Linked DNA regions of Mus musculus: region 1 is linked to region 2. Evidence: chromatin contacts called from public Hi-C data. All regions are on one chromosome and are shown on one strand. Each heading gives the region's core, a stretch centred on a gene start, on an enhancer-like site or on the middle of the called end of the contact. The rest is flanking DNA. Distances are from core to core; before and after follow the strand shown.

Region 1 (3,154 bases), core at 466-2,965, 430 kb after region 2:
TGGGGGCGGGGTGTGGGGGGGGACACGACGGTGGAACACATGGTTGGGGCAGAGTGTTAAGGTGCACATACACAACTCGCTTTTCCCCTTAACATTATGAAATATCTGGAGAAATAGAATTGTACATGACAGCATGTATTTTATAAATTAAGCGTTGAATGTTTGGCATCTTTACAATCATCAACCCGTATTGGCACACGCACCTTCTCACGTGTAGATCACCGGCCTTCCCGCGTGTTATTTGTTAGGCACACTGGACTTCTCTATTTCTATGTCAAGAGGAGGAGTGGTTTCACGTATGGCATGTAACGAAGACTCTTTTAACTTCCCGTATGGTCCATAGTGGTTGCACTGATGCCCAATAACACCTGTCTCCTTAATACAAAGCCATAGCAACTCACAAGAGTGTGCCAGATCCAATTAGCCACCGACCACAAGCTGTTCTCCCCACAAACAGGCATTTCCCATTCAGTTCTATTTGAGTTTTGAATTGCTATTAGTAGAAACCCTTAAGTGCCCAGAGAAGCTAAATACCATTTTCAGATACTTTGTAATGACTCTACTGTGAATATTTGTCTATAACTACAGGAACAGACTCCATATCCAAGGGTTTCATTACAAGAGGAACTATGTCTCTAGGGAGATGGCTCAAGAGCACTGGCTGCTCTTTCAGAGGACCAGGGTTCAATTCCCAGAACTCACATAAGGGCTCCCAACCATCTGTAACTCCAGTCCCAGGGAATTCAGTGCCTTCCTCTGGCCTCTGTAGGCACCAGGCACACACATGGTCAGATCTGCAGACAAAAAAAAAAAAAAAAAAGACACTTGTAAACATAAGACAAATAAATGAAGTTAAATAAAAGAGAAACTCTGTGGCAAGCCATAGACAGTTCTTAGCTCAAATTACCTTCTGGAGTTTTCTGTGCTGTCCAGGCAGATGTGTGCCCCACCCCCACCCCCACTGAGGCCCATGGGCTGTGTGTGGCCGAGGAGAGCAATGGATGCTGGTTTACACAACACTCTAAGGCTTCCCTAAACACAAGATTTTGTGGTTTTTTTTGTAGTTAGATTGCATGGCTTGCGGATGATATCATGTTGGAGTAGCAAAAGGTTGGATGTGCCTGTGTGTGTGCAGATCATTTCATAAGTCTGGATTGGATGACCCCACCTGTATGTACACATACGTGGCTGCATGTGAGATGGTAACATTAGGATTCTGGAATCCAGCTTCATCTGTCAGTTCACTGAGGGATGTGATGCCAGGTGAGTGGAGACCTTTGTCCCAAAGCAAAAGAAAACCTTCTAGAAGCTTTTAAAGACTAGTTTCAAAATTTCCCTCATGTAGGCTGAACTAAATGGGGCTCTCCTGAACCCCTAGTTGCTGGGAAATTACAAGTTATCTGCAGTAAAGTTCAGACGAACTTTCCACCCCCTGGGAAGGGTTGGACCAGGCTCCAGGATTTCTCTGTAGACATTGTCATTTTTATTTGAATAGAAAGGATTTGGAAGGATAACTTATTTGTTAAACAAGCGAAAAGAGATTTAACATTTGGAAAGCAGTCTTTGTTTGAGGAAATACTTTCTACATATTTGCTGTGTATAATGTCCTTCCCGCTCTTCCTCTTTCCTTCCCTCTCTCTGATCATGTGTTCACAGCTACTTTTAGGCTTTAATGTCTTTCTACGTTGTATCAGTCAGGGTTCTCTAGAATCACAGAACTTATGCAATCTCTCCCTATATTGAGGAAATTTATTGTAATGACTTACAGTCTGTAGTCCAACTAACCCAACAATGGGCAGATGTGAATGGGAAGTCCAAGAATCTAGTAGTTGCTCAGTCCAGGAGTCTAGTTGTTTCAGCTGGTCTTCTGTATAAGCTGGAATCCTGAAGAAGTAAGTTCCAACAGATGTGCTGGCAGGTAAGTGCAAACAGGTGAAGAAGAGGGAGTCTTCCTTCTTTCAATGTCCTTATGTAGGCCTCTAGCAGAAGGTGTGGCTCACAATATAGGTGTGTACCACCACGCCTGGATTTGGAACTTGCTGATCTTGAACTCAGAGATCTGCTTGCCTCAATCTCCTAGGATTAAAGGTGTGTTCTACCTTGCCTGGGTTTAAGCATGTCATGGTCACTATGCCTCAGGCTCTCCATGTCAAGATCTGGGTCAAAAGTCTCGAGATCTGGACCACAGGTGTGCCCTCCATTTCTGAATTGTAGTTCATTCCAGATGTAGTCAAGATGGCAGCCAGGGATAGCATCACATATGTCATGTGACTTCATTTTGCTTCTTTTCCTACTGAAGATGCTTGGATGAGAAAATCATGATGTATAGGGCAAAAGTGGTTGCTCATTTGCTCTGAGCAAGTCATACAATGGCGGTCACCTTCCTTTGACATGATGGACTGCATGAGAATTGTGTGGTGTTCCCCTCCCCTTTATAGGCTCTTATATTTAATGCTTTGTCCCTACTTGATGGAACTGTTTTTAGAAGGATCGGGAGGTATGGCTTTGTTAGGAGAGGTATATCACTGGGGGTGAGATTTTAGGTTTCAAAAGCCTTCGCCAGGCTCCCCTCACCTCCCCTCCCCCCTCCCCTCCCCTCTTCTCTCTCTCTCTCTCTCTCTCTCTCTCTCTCTCTCTCTCTCTCTCTCTCCAACCTCCAACTTGTGGATAAGATGTAAGCTACTGCTCCAGCACCATGCCTGCCTGCCTGCCTGTCTGTCTGTCTGTCTGTCTGCCACCACCACACTCCCCATCATGATGGTCATAAACTCACCCTCTGAAATTGTAAGGAAATCCCCCAATTAAATGCTTTCTTTTTGCATTGTCTTGGTCTCTGGGTCATTTCACAGCAACAGAACACTAACATGTGGCATGCACACTGACCTGGTGTGTGCCCCTCTTTCTTTACATTTTGGTAGTGGACTGTAAGACCCCCGACCCTAGGTCAGTGGTACTTACTTCAAGATGCCCCCGAGTGAGACACTGAGATGCACAGATCAATGAAAAAGCAAGAGGTTCATTTTCTGGAGAGTTGGGGTCAACCCTCAGTCAGTCCCTCTAGGTGAGTGACTAGAAAGCAACCTCAGATGGCTATTATAAGCAGTTTACATATTTTTTATGGGCACATGTTACATCAGCGAGGTTACAGTTCAAA
Region 2 (3,113 bases), core at 136-2,635:
TATGATATTCCACTCTATTATTTATAACCTGTGCTTATAGGCAGATCAACTCACAGCCTCAATGCTTTATTAAAAAGTGGAATGTGATTCTCAAGTAAAAAAAAAAAAAAACCAGAAATCACTAAAGAGATGTGTGTTACTCTTATTCTTGGGGGAACAGACTATCTCCTGGCTATGACGATTCTGGAATGTGTGGTTGGGCTTAGGGAGTAGTTAATACTATTTTTTTCAGGAACTGTTTTTGTTTTAAGGGACTGGAAAGCACAATTGTTTGTTTGTTTGTGTATTCACTTATTTATTTTTGAGACAAGGTCTCTCTATGTCTCCCTGGCTGTCCTAGAGCTGATTATATAGATGGGGCTGGCCAGAACTCACAGAGATCCACCTGCGTCTGTCCGCACACCTCTGTTGCTGAGTGCTGGATTTAGACATTCTGTTACTTTCTATCAGTTCATCAAAGAAAATGAGGACAATTTTTTTTTCTCAGCCAGATTATCGCTGTTAACTGCTCTCAACTACTTTGTTCTTTGGAAGGATTCGGAATTTGATTTTAAGACGTGATGCGTTTGGAAATTATCAGTTTAATTTTATTCATATGTAATCTCTTTTTTCCAAAGATTTATTTATTTTTATGTGCAGGAGTGTTTTTGCCTGCATGTATGTATGTGTACCACATGTGGCCAGAAGAGGACACTGGTTTCCTTACACCTGCAGTGGGAGTTACGGACAGTTATGGGTTGCCATGTCGGTGCTGGGAACTGGACCCAGACCCTGTGCAGGAGCATTGCTAAGCCATCATTCCAGCCCTTGACCTTTTTTCCCCTTTGAGACAATATCATGCTCAGCAGTCATCTTCGTTCAGAAATCACTACTTTCTCATCACTTCAAAAGCTCCACTAAGAGATGGCTAGTCACAGCACGGGAGAAAGGAGAGGCTAGACAGTGTCTCTTCCTCACGTACAAAGCGACAGGAAAGTCTCATTCAGAACTGGGTCTCATCTTGCATGCTCCGCCCACACTCCTGTTCCAGGAGGTTCTCTGCTTCTTGTCATCAAGCCCAGAATGCCTGCCTCTGCCTCAAGTGCTGTGATCACAAGCCTGCGTCATCATGTCCAGCACGTGTAGCACTGGGGACCCCACTCAGGGCTTCCAACAGGCTGGGTGAGCCCCCTGTCCACTGAGCTACACCCGCAGCCTTGTTTGGACATCTCAAGCTTCCATATGTTGTTTGTCTGTCGTAGACAGTACCATGGGGAGAGGAAGAATGCCAGTTTCCCCACTCCAGTTTCCAGCACAGCACTTAACCGGAGCCAAAGACAAAGCTGTGCGGAGAGCCAGCCGCAGGAAACTCCTGACGTTGCTTCCAGGCAGCAGGCTCGGTTCTGGGAACCAGTGTGCACTGCTTAACGCATGACTCAATCTGCCCAGAACCTGCCAGGGGAGGGCAGTAGCTCCTTGCTTCACATTCTTGTCTCTGTCTTCCCCCCCAGGAACTGTTTGCAGATCCCATGGATGCTACCTGAGCTCCGGAATGCCACCCCTTCTGCTACAGGGCTTCAGTCCCAAGTCCCACCCGGCCAAAGAACTGGGCTCCTTGCCAGCGTTCCTGCCCCATCCCATCCTACCTTCCTGCCAACTGTCAGAGATATCATCAATAAATTGTTTGAATTATTCAATTCTAGAGATTAAATACTCCCCTGCTCCCCAAACCCAGAGATAAAATCAAACTCAAAACAGTTTGACGGAAAGCCGACCGTGTTTTGTAATCTGCCCCACCCCCACCCCTCCCAGGTTCCTCCTGGCTTCTTTCTCATCACTCGCCCAGGCATGGTTCTGGTGTTGAGGCATCTGCATGCCTCTCCTCCTTCATCTGGCTATTTCCCTTCTTCAGACTCGACTAGAAATTGTGCTCAGGGGCTGGGGGTGTAGCTCGGGGAGTGGAATGATCCAACTGGGCTGGGGTTCAGTTTCTGGCGCTATGTAACATGGAGAGGGGTGTATGTGAGCTTGTGTGTAATTGCGGTACTTGAGAGGTGGAGGCAAATGGACCTATTCAGGGTCATCTTTAGCTATATACACAGTCGAGACAGACTTGGCTATGTGAGCCCCTTACTTTAAAAACAGGAGGAGGAGGAGGAGGAGGAGGAGGAGGAAAAAAGAAGGAAAAGAAGAGTGAGAAAGAACGGGGTAGGGTGGGAGAAAGCATCTACTTCTGGTTGTTCAAATTTCTATTAAAATCCTTGACAAAGGAACTAATGCAATGACTTGCTGGTTATGAGTACCGACATCCAGGGGACCCAGGTTTGGCTCCCAGCACCCACATAGTAGCTTACACCCACGGACCAGACACCAACATCCTGATCTGGCTTCTTCGAGCACATGTGCCGCACAGGCACACACAGGCAAAGCAATCATGTTTGAAAATAAAAATTTAAAGAATAAAAAACTGCTTGATGGCCTGCTCTGTTTCGGAGAGAGGAAATAAAGTCGAAATAAAAACAAAGCAGGGAAAGAGAAAAGCAGCAGCCACCTGGAGGAAATGGTTACGTAGTATCTGGTCCTACAGCTGCCTGCAATTATCCTCCCTTACAAAAAGGGGAAAATGCCGGAGTCTCTGCTCTTTATCTGAGCCGGTAAACACGCCTGACTGCAAGAAAGGAATTTCTCGTTTCTGTCCTCTTTAAGGCTACCCCAACAATGACAGGATAGTTAGAACTAGGCTGAAATGCCTATCGGTACCAGAAGAGCCCCTGTGCAATGGCTGAGTTGGTCTTTTCTGACGAGCCCATGGCTAAAAGATTTTTCTGGTCCCCCACTTCTTTTTTGGTAACTGAGCTGTTCCCCTAACAATGCTGTGGTCACAGAGAAGAAGGAAGGAGGAAACAAGTGTGTCTTGCAAGCGATGCTCTGTTCCTGACTTCTCATTTCTTTCTGCTTTCTTTGTTCTACCCAGTACATTTAGTTTCCCTGAGGGGACATTGGTTGCTTTTGGATGTCCAATGTTCTTTCCCTTATGTGTGGACTGGCCTCAGAATCAGAATGGGTTTGACTAGTTCTACATACCGATGGAGCCCAACTTGCCCTCAGCAACGGACTCTGCCCTTGATGACTCC

Evidence for each region. A called contact is a pair of places that touch in the nucleus more often than the background predicts.
Region 1: a Hi-C map of bone marrow-derived macrophages shows a contact between it and region 2, with 3 times the contacts expected there. The contact joins two enhancer-like sites. A contact is called at or near these places in 1 of 39 promoter capture datasets (liver), 3 of 484 Hi-C or Micro-C datasets (bone marrow-derived macrophages, group 2 innate lymphoid cells and nephron progenitors) and 1 of 115 datasets of contacts at active chromatin or transcription factors (large pre-B cells).

What each region holds. Positions count from the first base shown.
Region 1 is chr10:83,220,041-83,223,194 of GRCm38.p6, forward strand. No RefSeq gene overlaps it. Among named protein-coding and RNA genes, the nearest start is that of Slc41a2, 120 kb to the right of the region's middle. Within about 2 kb of position 1,716, at least 7 of the 459 cell types and tissues checked have an H3K27ac peak or open chromatin away from gene starts, as enhancers often do. A contact at or near this core is called in bone marrow-derived macrophages, where this site is marked.
Region 2 is chr10:82,794,131-82,797,243 of GRCm38.p6, forward strand. It overlaps a transcript of Hcfc2 not described here. Among named protein-coding and RNA genes, the nearest start is that of 1700028I16Rik, 16 kb to the right of the region's middle. Within about 2 kb of position 1,386, at least 227 of the 459 cell types and tissues checked have an H3K27ac peak or open chromatin away from gene starts, as enhancers often do. A contact at or near this core is called in bone marrow-derived macrophages, where this site is marked.